Linked DNA regions of Mus musculus: region 2 is linked to region 1. Evidence: chromatin contacts called from public Micro-C data. All regions are on one chromosome and are shown on one strand. Each heading gives the region's core, a stretch centred on a gene start, on an enhancer-like site or on the middle of the called end of the contact. The rest is flanking DNA. Distances are from core to core; before and after follow the strand shown.

Region 1 (6,386 bases), core at 2,563-5,062:
TGTCAAAATCAATATAACAACAGCTGATGGAACTAGACCTTATGAATGAGTACTAGGCTCACAAATCTTTTGAGGAAGTGGGGGACCTTGCAGACAGAATGGTGTGAGACAGAGGAATGGAGGGAGAGGTGCAGAGTCACCTGAGGATTCTAAAGAGCGAGGCTCTCAACTGAGAAAGGAAGCCGGCAAGAGAGAAAGACCTGCGCCGAAGCTTCCGTAGTCAAATGGTCAACAAAAACTAAGGAATCTGGGCCTGGGTGACCCAAGCAGGACACAGAAGCCTGGAAAGTCCCACGGTGTCTCCGATCCCAAAGACAGTGCTGCTTGTGGGCTGTTCCTCTGGGGTTTCGAATCCAAACCAGCCTGCGGAGCGTGGAGAGCGGTTTTACTGCCGGTTATTTCTTGCCTGGACTCCATGTGGAACCACTTAGCGAGCTGCTAGACGGGGAAAAATGTCCAAGTGGGGGCCCAAGCCAAGTGCAGCTTAAAACGTGAAGTGTCCAGGAACAACTGAGGCTGAGTGCAGTGAGCTTTACAAGATGGGGAGGAGCTGGGAGGAGCTGGGAGGAACCCGAGGCTAATTCTGAGCCAGCCACCAACCCGCTCTCTTCTGTGAGGTGAAAGGCCGGTCTGCTCTGCACCTCTTTGGGTCCTTTTGTTTTTCACTCTAGTTTTCCCCCTCACCTTTCCCACAGACCCTTGCTAGGGCAAAGACAAATGTTTAAAAGGCATCTGAACAAGCAGAGGCACAAAGGGAGAGCAGTGAGGTGCAGGGGTTAGGATCAAGTCAGTCATCAAACCAAAAGCTCTGGCTACCGCCCCAACCCCCGTCTTCCTTGCACCCCACTTTGCATCAGACCAGGGGTTTGCTCTTGACTGCAGCAATCAAGCAATGCAGTGTTCAAATATGACTACTTTTTTTTTCTCTCTCTCACAGGAAAGAAAGCAGGGGAAATCTATAGACTGATACCCGAGGCTGGCTAGGAATGCAAACTTGGCTGCATGCCCAGCCTCTGAGCAAACAGAGACTGAGTTACAGGACGCTGAAGGCCAACCTCAGGCTTTCCTAAATGCCTTTTTGCTTTAACAAATGCTGCTGAGAGTGGAAAATCAGATCCTTTCCTTCAAGAATCTGCACATAAAATTTGCAACCCAATCCCTGCAGTTAGCTTCCTGGGGAGGTTATTCAGCCGCAAGCCATGGGCCATGTCAATTCGATACTTTTCTCCCTTGAAACTGAGAGATGGCTTTGCCTTCATCCTTCTGAGACCTTCTGAATGCTTCATTCTAAGCTCAGAAATCACTCCAACTCTTTTACTCTTTGTGTTTCTTAAATGGCACCAACAAAACAAACTAGACTACCCCCCCTCCCCCATGCAGACTGTGTGCTCTACTGGGTACTCGGTGATGGGGGCTCTAATTAGAACATTTTCTATCCATTAGCAGGTAGAGCAGCCTCAGCAGCCAAAGCCACTTCATTTCCTGATTTAGAAACTCAAAGTATATAAAACAGGGGCATTAGAAATAACATTTCAACTTATATAAAATCAACAGATTGAATCTATAGAAAAGTGAGCTGAAACTACCCCAATTTTTAAAAAATGATTTAAAAAATCATTTTTAAAAAGTAAACACTTCACGCTGGCTTTCGAGCATGACCAGGGGACAGAATCACAGCCTCTAGAGCATCAGATTGCCTGTGATGAGACTAAATGTTCATAATCATCTGAGAAACGGATCTGGGATTTTAAAAATTCCCTTTTTAATCTTTTAGAATCCCAGCTAGTGCTTCCATTGGCAGGGTTAATTTAATACTTAGTCACTGAGCAGCGGTGGTCTGCTCTTGTGTTGCTTGGTTCACAGCAGTCTTCCTGCCTCAGCCTCCCCACTGCGCCGAGTCTACTTGATCAGCCAGCCTTGAAGAGTCATAGGGAGTTAACATTTTTTCAGTAACTTACTACATGTTAAGCTCAATGATAAATAACTTTACCTGGACACAATCGTTCCAAGAACCCTATGGGAATAACCATTAAAGCATCATTGTTTAGATTAGGAAACTAAAGCTTAAAGATATAACACGGTCAGAGTCAAAAATTCAGAGACCTGTTGAGCTCCTGAATCTAGACTCTGAGTCACTTGGTACCCACAGTGTTCCACACACTTTCTCCTGCATTGGCTTTCTCCTCTTCCTCCTCTTCTTTTCCTCCTCCTCCATCTCCTCCTCCTCTCCTTTTTCCCTTCTTCCTCCTCTTCCCTTTTTTCTCCTCCTCCTCCTCCTTTTTTTTAGTATAGACAGGTGTCTTTTATTAGCTTTTCCTAAACTTGTCTCCTGCTTACAGCCTGTTTTTCTTAGTGTAAGAATGTAATCTGCAGGTTTTTTTTTTTTAACAAACCAATTTGATACTGCAACTCAAACAAATGCGTGTCTAACTACAAGCCATCAGTTGCCACCAATGGCATTTGAAGAGCAGACTGCAGGATTAAGCCAACCCTTACGAAACTGGCTGTCCTTCATGACCATTTCTTATAAACATTTGTGGGAGTGGAGCAGGGCGGGTTGGCATGGGAATGGATTTGAAATTTAAAGTTACTGGAAATCAAATGATGTGCTTCTGCTCTGTCTAGACAAGTTTGTAAGATCAATTGGATTTATGTGGAAACAACTGTGCCTTATAGTCCGTGGGCTTCTCAGTGTCCAAAGCAAAGAAGGCACAAGACATGTTGGTATCATATGCAAGCATTCCTTTTTCATCTTGGACACTGATTAGTGCTCTAAGTCCCACACTTTACAACAGTTTACCTTCCAGGATCTAACTCTACTTTGCTGACTGCATAAAAAATAATGTTGGCTGTGTGTTTGTGCACACTACTCCCAGTATTACCCCGTGTGAAGTAGTTTTTCACAGTGTTTTCTTTGGAGTCAGACATTTTCACATACATACAACCTCTCAGCTACTACTTACATTCAGAGAACTTTTACCCATGGAAAAAGAAATAAGAGCTATAATGGTCACCACAGCATTCTACTGTGTCAGCAGTAACTTGACAAGAAGTCCAAGGTCATTTGCTGCTTGACACAGTATTTGTGAGATCCAACTGGACTCTAGAATCTCCATGCTACCTACACTTTTTCACAGTGTATCAACTTGGACATGTGAAGGTGGATGGGGGGTGGTGTCACACCCCGGGGTGTGTGTTTGTGTGTGACAGAGACAGAGAGTGAGAGACAGAGAGACAGGGAGAGACAGAGAAACAGAAAGAGACAGAGACACGGACAAACACACATACATACAGACACATAGACACAGAGAGAGACAGAGACCGGAACAGAGAGACAGAGACACACACACAAAGAGGCAGAGAGACAGGCACAGAGACAAAGAGACAGACACAGACAGACAGACAGACAGACACAGAGAGTGAGAGAGAGGGAGAGAGAGAGAGAGAGAGAGAGAGAGAGAGAGAGTGACACAGAACTCCTCATTCCCCTTCAAAGTGTCTCAGGGTCCCCACCACATGACAGTTGGGTCTGGAAGTCACTTTGGGCCTCAGTTACTCCTCACCCTCAGTCGCTGAGCATCCCGGCTCCCTGGAGACGCCCTCACCTGGTCAAGTCGCGCAGCCGCGCCTCCTCGCCGCGCAGGTAGCGCCTCAGTGTCCCCAGCAGCCTGCGCTCGGGCGCCAGGGCGCGCGCCACGCTGGTCAGCGCGGAGAACGTGTCCTCCCGCCCCGTGGCCGCCGCGGGGTCTCCCCCGAGCGCCAGCAGCGCCAGCAGAGCCAGCCGCGCCCCTGGGCCCATCGCAGGGTCGCGCGTCCCTCCGCGCTCTCGCCCGGCGCCGCCCCGGCCCGCCCGCCCGCCCGCAGCCTTCCGTCGCCCGCCCTTGGCCGCCTCCGTCCCCTCAGCACTGAATTCCTTAGTGCCTGGCCCGCCGCTAACTCCACACTGATTCCACCGTGCCTGTCACATTTGGGGGAACTGAGGCGAGCGCGGGTGAGCAGTGATTTCTCTAGTTACAGCCGTGCTGAGCCATCATCCAAATTCCTCCTGTGGGACAGGGGAGGACACAAAAACCTCTGGATTATGAGGGGAACTCCAAAGGGTGACACAGCATGGTGACAGAAGTGCAGGTGGCTGGGGCAGAGGGGTAAAGTCTTCACAGAGGACAGGACCTCAGGTGATCTTGAAAGATGGCTAGGACTTACAGAAGCTGAAACTCTAGGATCGAGTCACTACAGAGTCACACAAAAATACCATCATTATATTCTACTAGGCTGCTTGTTTCTTTCACCCCGCTATCCCTTTTGCCCAGCAATGTTTATTCATTTACTCATTCATTTAAGTGTTCAGTAACATCTGTGCTATAGTAGGTGCAGATGCAGCCCGCTGCTCATAAAGGGAAATGGAAATGTAAACCACCATAAAAACACAAAATGGGCAACCACAGGCTGTGTGCAATGGGTGAGGACCTCATCCCCAAAGAGGGGCTTCCCCTGGCATGCTTTGATGGGGAGAGAGCTTCACAGAGTCAATGTGTGTAGTTCTAACAGTATCTTGACTTTAGGCCATCCTGGATTATCCTGGTGAGCTCAACGCAGTTGCCAAGGTCCTTTTAAAAAGGCAAAGAAAAAGCCGGGCGGTGGTGGCCCACGCCTTTAATCCCAGCACTTGGGAGGCAGAGAAACCCTGTCTCGAAAAACAAACAAACAAACGGCAAAGAAAGATACAGGACAATAACAGCCAAATCAGAGACTTGATGATGCTGTGTTGCGACTTTGAAAATGGATAAACGGTCTGTGAGTAACAGGTTGTAGGTAGCTTCTAGAAGGTTGAGAAGGCTGGGGGACAGATCTTTCCTAGTCTGCAGGAAGAACAGATCTGCCAATACCTTGATTTTATCTCGTGACACCTATTCGTTACGGTTTGAATTTGAAATGAACCTCACAGTTTCATCCTCTTGAATACTTGGTAAAAACCAAGCTATGGAGCTTTGGGGAAGTAGGGCTTACATACTCCACTAGGTTCACTAAGGCTTCACTGCTGGCCAGAGCCATCAGGTTTCTGTCTGCTGGATGTGAGCACCGGCCACATATGCTAGCCACCAGACGGGGCAAGACCTGCCAACACACCTTCCTTTTCATGATGGGCTCCAGGAGTCAAAGAAATCTTTTCTCTGTTACAGTGTGTCTGTCAGATATCTGGTCACAGTGCTGAAAAAGTCTAATACATCGGTTCAGACTTCTGAATTCTGAGGCAGTAGGATAAAAAAATCTGGGTTATTATAAGCCCCAGAGTTTGTGATAACTTGTCTAAGCAATAGGAAACTTGGGCGGGTGAGAAGGCCAGCAGCTAAGAGTGCATACACACTGCTCTTACTGAAGGCCTGAGCTGAGTTTTCCCCATCCACGTCCATATAGGGTGTTACATAAATTATTGTATGTTAAACCAACCTCAAATGCCTAATGTAAATCCTCTTAGGTCACAATGCACATTCACATTAATATGTTGCTGGATTTTGTTTGTTGATATTTTGTTGTAACATTTTTGTATCTTTATTATAAGAGAAGGTAGCCCATAGTTTTCTCGAATTATTTTTGTCTGGTCTTTATATCAATGTAAAACTAATTTCAGAGATCACAGTGGGAATTGTTCCCTCCTTTCCTACAGTTTAGAAGAATCTGGAAAGGATTGAAATTTGTTCTTCTTTGAGTAGCTTGAAGAATTCACCATTAAAGTCAGTTAATTCTAAGCTTTCTTTTGGGAGATGTTTTGGTTCTTGATTCAGTCTCCATAGCAACTGTTTTAGAGCAGGCTGCATGGCAATGGAGTCTCTTAATGTTCTTTCCTCTAGGATTGCTTTATTGCTGAGGCTTGTCTCCCTGGCTATAAAATTTCACGTTCACATTGCTTTCCTTCTGGCACCTTAACGTTCTCTGTCCTCTGTGGAAAATGCCCAGCTCCTTCAGTCACTCTGGTAACGTTCTCTCTAGCTAGTTTCAAAGAGTTTTCTGTCATATTTCCTTTGCTTTTATCTTTCAGCAGTTTAATGCTAGGCATCGAATTCTTTGAGTTTGTCCTTTTTAGAGGTCACTTAAATGTCTTGCTTCTGTAAGTTGTGACTTTTATCAAATTTGAGAACTGGTCCTACTTTTTTTTTTTTTTCCTGAATTGTCTTGAATTTTTTGAATGCAGAAATCTGGTACTTCCTATCAGGTCTTTGAGGCTCGGGTTATTTTTAAAGTGATTTTTCTCTCATTCACATTACACACTTTCTGTGGATCTGTGTTTAAATATGCCAACTCCTCTGTCACCTCAATTCTGCAATCAGTCTTAGCATTTCTATTTGGTTTGTCCTCTTGTCTTCTGTCTTTCTCAGCTTTCTCTTCAT
Region 2 (6,386 bases), core at 2,240-4,739, 51 kb before region 1:
TAGTCAGAGACAGGGTTTGTGCTACACAATACAGACAAATTATTTTTGAGAACACAGCTTGGCAAGGAAGAACAGAGGATAAGAAAGGGTAGGGAGAGGACAAAAAAACTGAAGGGTCGGCCCCCACTCTCTCCTTAACAGATAAGAGGAGTAGGTTTTCCCATAGGCCTATTGTAAAATGGACTCCATGTTTTTCTGTGCACTTGTTTTGTTCTGGTTTTTTGATCTTCAATTTCAGTTGATTTTCCTTTTTGAGAAAGACAAAGAACATAAAGTTGGGTGGGTAGAGAGGCAGGGAAAATCTGAGAGGGGTCAGGGAGTAGAAAAAACATGACCAAAACACACTGTTTAAAAAGTATTTTAAAGATAATTTTTGTAAACTGAAGGGAGAGTGACAGATTTTTATGAGCAGCAACTTCTCCTTTTCTAGCACTAAAACAGCTGGGCATGGTGGCGCACGCCTTTAATCCCAGCACTGAGGTTAATCTCAGGTCACTTTTTGAGACAGGCTCTCTCATTGAACCTGGAGCTCATCATACATCCAGCTAAGCTGGCTAGCCAATGAGCTCCAAGGATCTACCTCCCTAACACTGGGGTTCCAGACTCCCTCCACATCTGGCTCTTTACATGAATGCTGGAACTCAAACTCAGGAGGTAGAGGCAGGCGGATTTCTGAGTTCGAGGCCAGCCTGGTCTACAAAGTGAGTTCCAGGACAGCCAGGGCTACACAGAGAAACTTCCTTGTCAAGCTGCTGGCCATTGTCACAGTAATTGCCAGTTTCCATCAGTAAATTGTAACTCCTCAGGACTTTTTACTGTCCTCTTTGGTCGTTGTTCTTAACTATTCAGGACTACTTCAGAGAATTGCTATGAGAGTCATCTAAAAATACCAATAAAACCACTATCCTTATCCAGAAGATGGCTACTCCCTTTTTATGGGTCCTTATTGGTACAAGAACTGGAAACTAGCCATTCGCATATAGCCACAGTTGGTCTTGACCTCCCCCAGCCCTAAAACCACACATCTTCCTCCCAGGAACGGTTTTAGCTCTAACGTTTGATTATAAAAGGCCATAAGGATATCTAAGATAGCTGGGTAAGGCATTCACGAAAGTTTTGTTTTCAATCCAGGTGTGAAGGAATTACAAGTCCAGAAGGTTCCAAATCCATAGTGGAAGGAATCATAGAGGAGGAGGAAGAAGATGAGGAAGGAAGTGAGTCAGTTAACAAGAGGAAAAAGGAAGACGACATGGAAGTGAGTGACGGTCTCATCCTCAACAGATGAGGGGAGAAGGGGAAGCCGAGATAGAATTGTTATTTTTGATTATTTAGAATTGAATAGTTTAGTGGGCAGAGGCACCACGGTAAGAGAGCATTGAGTGGAGGGCACGAATGCAGTATGCAGCAGCTAGAGTGAAAAACTTACTGTGTTCCCTCAGACTTCCTCCCAGGCTCTTCTCACTCCTGTAGGTTCCTCTGCTTTCTCTAAGGGGGAAAAAATCTCATTTTGTATCTGTATCCTATGACTGTCCAGCTCTTACTGCCTCTCAAGGCTTGTCTCTTGGAACAAGCTTTCTGACCTCAGTGTCTATCAGTCCATCTGCATCGTACACTTACAACGATATGGTGCAGTGTACCACTTCTGAAAATTTCTTTTTTTTTTTTTTTTTTTTTTTAAAGATTTATTTATTGATTATATGCAAGTACACTGTAGCTGTCCTCAGACACTCCAGAAGAGAGATCTTGTTACGGATGGTTGTGAGCCACCATGTGGTTGCTGGGATTTGAACTCCTGACCTTCGGAAGAGCAGTCGGGTGCTCTTACCCACTGAGCCATCTCACCAGCCCTGAAAATTTCTTATATCAGGTCTTAATAATTAAACCACATTTAAAGATGCTGTGGACGCCTGACTGTCAGTGATGCCTCCTGTTGCCTTTGAATTTAATAGAAATCATTACCCAAGCAAACAAATTATGTTATTTCGTGTCTGTGTAAGTAGGGATTCTGGTGGAGCAACTGTTTGAGGCTGCTGATGGATAGTGCTGCTTGGTGAGGTGTTAGTGACTTCCTAGGGCGGATGGTGACTTCTTAATGCCAGGTAAGGTTGTGTTACCACATAATCCCTTGCCTTTGGGGATGCTGCTGTTGGCAAGAAGAGTACATCTTTTCAAAGTATTTTTTATTTAATGAGGATCTCTCAGCCATTCTTAAGATCGTTGATCAGAATATTTCATACTTCTTTAGAATTTGCAAATATATAAAGAATGCCTCATGTTTTGGGGCCTCAAAACCCCGTAAGGTGAAGGGAGGTTTTTCTCTCATATTGCAATATAGTAGCATCTTAATTCAGAAATTGGACTTGGGAGTCTGAGGCAGAGGGATCACAAATTTGAGGCCTGACTGGACAAAATAAGTTTGAAAGTTGGGTGACTTAGTAACACCTGTCTTAAAAATTACAAGAACAAGAAAAGCAGAAAGGGCCAGGCATGTAGGTCAGTGGGAGGCACTCAAAACCACTCCTCCCCCCACCCCAATGACAAATATATAGATTTTTCTATAGAACTTTTTTCACTGTGGAGAGCTGAGAAAATGAGGCTTCTGGTTTCTCCATCTAGTTCTCATATTGCTGCCTGTCTCTGACTGTAGCAGTCTGGGTATTGTGAAGTAGCATCTCATTGAGGGAGGTTCTGGTTCGGTTTTTAAGATAAGAGTGTTATTCTTTAGTTCAAGCTGGCCTCACACTGGCAGTCTCCTGTCTCAGCTCCAGAGTGCTTGTACTACAAGCTCATGTCTCATTGTTGCCTATTGTTGTGGGGCATCTTTTCATTCTCAGTGCCTCAATGTTCTCTGACATGCTGCACTTGTTTACCTCAGCACTGTGAAGGGGGCCTGTGCCCCACCAATACTCTTGATACCCTTAGCAGAGGTCATTTGACCGTGTACTCAATGTCCACTTCTAGGACTCTGTTTCCCTTGTCTGTCTTTAATGACACTATAAACTTTCTTGGTTTTATGGTTCATAGGCCTCAACATGCTAAACCTGTGCCACTGAACTGTATTCTCTAAGTCAGAAACTTTTTTAAAAATTTATTTATTTATTTTATGTGAGTACACTGTATCTGTCTTCAGACACACCAGAAGAGGGCGTCAGATCTCATTACAGATGGCCATGAGCTACCATGTGGTTCCTGGGAATTGAACTCAGGACCTCTGGAAGAACAGTCAGTGCTCTTAACCACTGAGCCATCTCTCCAGCCCCTTTTTTCCCCCCAGAAACTTTTAATTACTACAGATTATACTGTTTTGAAGTAAAAAATGAGTTATCTTCTTTTGCAAAGTTGGTTAGATATTCAGAATTGTATGTAATCTTAGATAATTTTAGAATCATTAAAATATCAAAAAGCACCATTTAGACTTGGATCCCACTGACTGTGAGTCACTTTGGGTGATGTGGACATCTTAGTCACTTACTGACCTTGAGCAGATGGTGTCGTCTCGTCCACATCTAGATTCCATGTTGCAGTTGGTGCACCATCCTGTGATTGTTTCAGTTGTATCTGACCTAGTTCCATGATTCAGGCAAGTATGGGATCACTTAGTAGTCTACCTACATTTCTGTTTGATGGTTTTGGTTTTTGTTTTTCAAGACAGGGTTTCTCTGTAGAGCCTTGGCTGTTCTAGAACCTGCTTTGTAGACCAGGCTGGCCTTGAACTCTGATCTGCCTGCATCTGTCGTCCCGTTGTCCCCGTCCCCCCCCCTCCCCGTGCTGGGATTAAAGGTGTGTATGACCACAGCCCAGCTATTTGATAGCACACTGTGCGCCATTCGCCACCCAGTTGTCAGGAGAAGGCAGATGTAGACACATTTGTCATGTCACCTTTTTAGAATGACTGTTCCTGGTCATTGTCATCAGTTCAGAACTAAGAAAACAGCCCTGTACTCACAACTGAGCTTGTTCTCTTGAGGACGTCTACCACAGTCCTCTGATAGTGATCCTAGCTTGGAGGAGGCTCTGCTTTGTCTCTCACTTAGGTTGGTTTCAGGGTGGGGAACATTCTTTTGTTTTACTACACTGTGGTCTTTGTATGGCTCTTTGATGATCTGTCCTTTTTACTCACTGAAAGAAAAGTTCCATCTTGGCTCAATAATTATTTGCTTCCTAAATTTACCAAAAGTTACCAGTGGTTGTGTCAGACCTTGTTTGTAGTACTGGCCATTTGGGAGGTTGAGGCAGGAGACTTATGAGAACCAGAAGAAAGCAAATAGGAGTGAAAAAGAAAGCTTAGGGTTATCCAAAAGTCAAAATTAGAGCAGCGGGCAGTGCTGTGAGAAGGGTTCAATGCACACTGAGTATCTGGGCTGTAGTGGGTTCTCACCTGTGCTGGCTCCCCTTCCTCACCCCAGACCTGCTCACCCTCAGGCTCACCTTGCTTTCATTCCTACAGACCAAGAAGGATCACCCATACACCTGGAGAATTGAGCTGGCAAAAACAGAAAAGTACTGGGATGGCTGGTTCCGGGGCTTATCCAATCTCTTTCTTAGCTGTCCTATTCCTAAACTGCTGCTCTTGGCAGGTAAGTGGTGTGTGTGTGTGTGTGTGTGTGTGTGTGTGTGTGTGTGTGTGTGTGTTTCCTTGGCTGAAATAATCAAATATTTGAAATACTCAAATAGATTGGGTGGCTTCAAGAACTGAACCCTGCGTTTCTCACCGTCGGGGCTGACAGTGTAAGATTAGAGGTTTGGGTTTGGGTTGGACTACGTTCTCAGGTCTTCCTGGTTCACAGACCTTCTGTGCTTTCACATGGATAAGAGAAAGCAAGACAGTTTTCTGGGGTCTTTTACAAGGACAATAATGGTATTGTGTCAGAGACCCCCCCTACCCCTACAACCTCATTTTATCTTTTGTAGACCCCATCTTCAAATCCACTGGAGGTTATGGCTTCCCCATGAATTGTGGGACAGTGCGTCCATAGAATTGTCAGAATACTGTCATCTAGATGTGACCTCATCACAACTGTTAAGATTAACCAACATGGGTGTGACTTCTAAAGTAGAGAAACCCCCTTCTAAACTGCCCCTGTACAGGCCTAAACCTAACAGGTTTAAACCCCTCCAGTGCTGCGTGGTGTTGCCCTGAGTACCTGACTGAACCCAACTCCTAGAGCATTCTGAACGCTGTGAGAATTGAGACAGTAAAATGATATTTTCATCTAAACATCTGTAGTGCACATGATTGGGCTGCACTGATTGCTTAGCAGTTAAAGATACTTGTTATTCTTCCAGAGAACCTGAATTCAGGTCCCACTACCCATACGTGGCTCACAACCATTTGTAACTCCAGTTCTAACACCCTTTTCTGACCTCCACATGTGCCAGGTGCATATGTGGTACATATATATATACATATAAACAAAATACTTATACATAAATTTATTTATAAATAAATTTTAAAAATGAACATTATTACCCAGAAATCTCAACCCAAAATTTTTCATCTGTTGAGAATATGGGAGTCAAAGAATTGTATCCATCTGATTGAAAGTGCAGTGGTCTTTATAGTTCTGTAGCAGTGTTTACTCAGTACGCAGCAAAACCCATTGCACAAGGCCTTTTCCAGGGAGCTATTCAGATTCTCCTGTTTTGTTCTAGGTGTTGACAGATTGGATAAAGATCTGACCATAGGCCAGATGCAGGGTAAGTCATCCAGCAATTGTGCCATGGGTCCTTTTCTAAGGGCAAGGAGATGGGCAATCCTAGGAAAATTGATATTCTGGGGTGGTGAATACACTGAGAGAGCATGAGCATTAGAGTCCAGCTCTGCTGGACACCTCCCCGCCAACCCCAGGGGACTGTGGGCCGGTATCTTCCCTTCCCTTTTGTTTTGTTTTGTTTTGTTTTGTTACGGGGGGGGGGGGGTGTTGTTGTTTTGTTTTATCCCCACTCCACCCCAGGCAGGGTATCTCTGGCTATCCTAGAACTCACTATGTAAACCAGGCTGGCCTAAAACTCAAAGATCCTCCTGCCTCTGCCTCCCAAGGTATCTTCCTTTTTTTGAAGAGTGATTGTCTTTTCCCCCCAACTAAAAATGGGAGTTATTATGTTAGCTATGATCCCTGATGGAAGGATTAAGATGGAGTGATTCGTCTGGAAACTATTAGGTTTTACATAGGTGTCTAACACTGGGAATAGACATAATTTTCTGAGTGTTCTTTTATGTTCAGAGTTTAAGAAAGAAAAATATAGGTACCAAAGGGTATAAAGTCTGTTAGAAGACATCATGGTGAGGAGAGAGAAGAGAGAGCTTCAGGGTGTGGTGAGTTTTAGATGCTGCTTTCCCAGTAATCTGTATCAGCTGGAAGGCTGTTCACGGGTAAAATGAGAGT

What was found. Hi-C and Micro-C count contacts between places; a contact is called where the count stands out from the background.
Region 2: a contact with region 1 is called in a Micro-C map of granulosa cells, with 2.6 times the contacts expected there. The contact joins the enhancer-like site here to the promoter of P4ha3 in region 1. A contact is called at or near these places in 22 of 39 promoter capture datasets (the 3T3-L1 cell line, 3T3-L1-derived adipocytes, HPC-7-derived erythroid cells and 15 more), 7 of 15 datasets of contacts at CTCF or cohesin (the G1E-ER4 cell line, the NIH/3T3 cell line, embryonic stem cells and 3 more), 181 of 484 Hi-C or Micro-C datasets (the 3T3-L1 cell line, 3T3-L1-derived adipocytes, the 4T1 cell line and 93 more), 34 of 115 datasets of contacts at active chromatin or transcription factors (the NIH/3T3 cell line, SST interneurons, astrocytes and 26 more) and 6 of 9 other capture datasets (adipose tissue, embryonic stem cells, embryonic tail and 3 more).

The regions. Positions count from the first base shown.
Region 1 is chr7:100,282,946-100,289,331 of GRCm38.p6, reverse strand. It overlaps P4ha3 (procollagen-proline, 2-oxoglutarate 4-dioxygenase (proline 4-hydroxylase), alpha polypeptide III), which reads right to left and starts at 3,812. Exons shown (of 13, transcript NM_177161.4): 1 at 3,606-3,812. The coding sequence starts at 3,799.
Region 2 is chr7:100,333,239-100,339,624 of GRCm38.p6, reverse strand. It overlaps Ppme1 (protein phosphatase methylesterase 1), which reads left to right. Exons shown (of 14, transcript NM_028292.2): 9 at 1,132-1,255; 10 at 4,448-4,577; 11 at 5,653-5,697. Among named protein-coding and RNA genes, the nearest start is that of Ppme1, 35 kb to the left of the region's middle. Within about 2 kb of position 3,489, at least 1 of the 459 cell types and tissues checked has an H3K27ac peak or open chromatin away from gene starts, as enhancers often do. A contact at or near this core is called in granulosa cells, where this site is marked.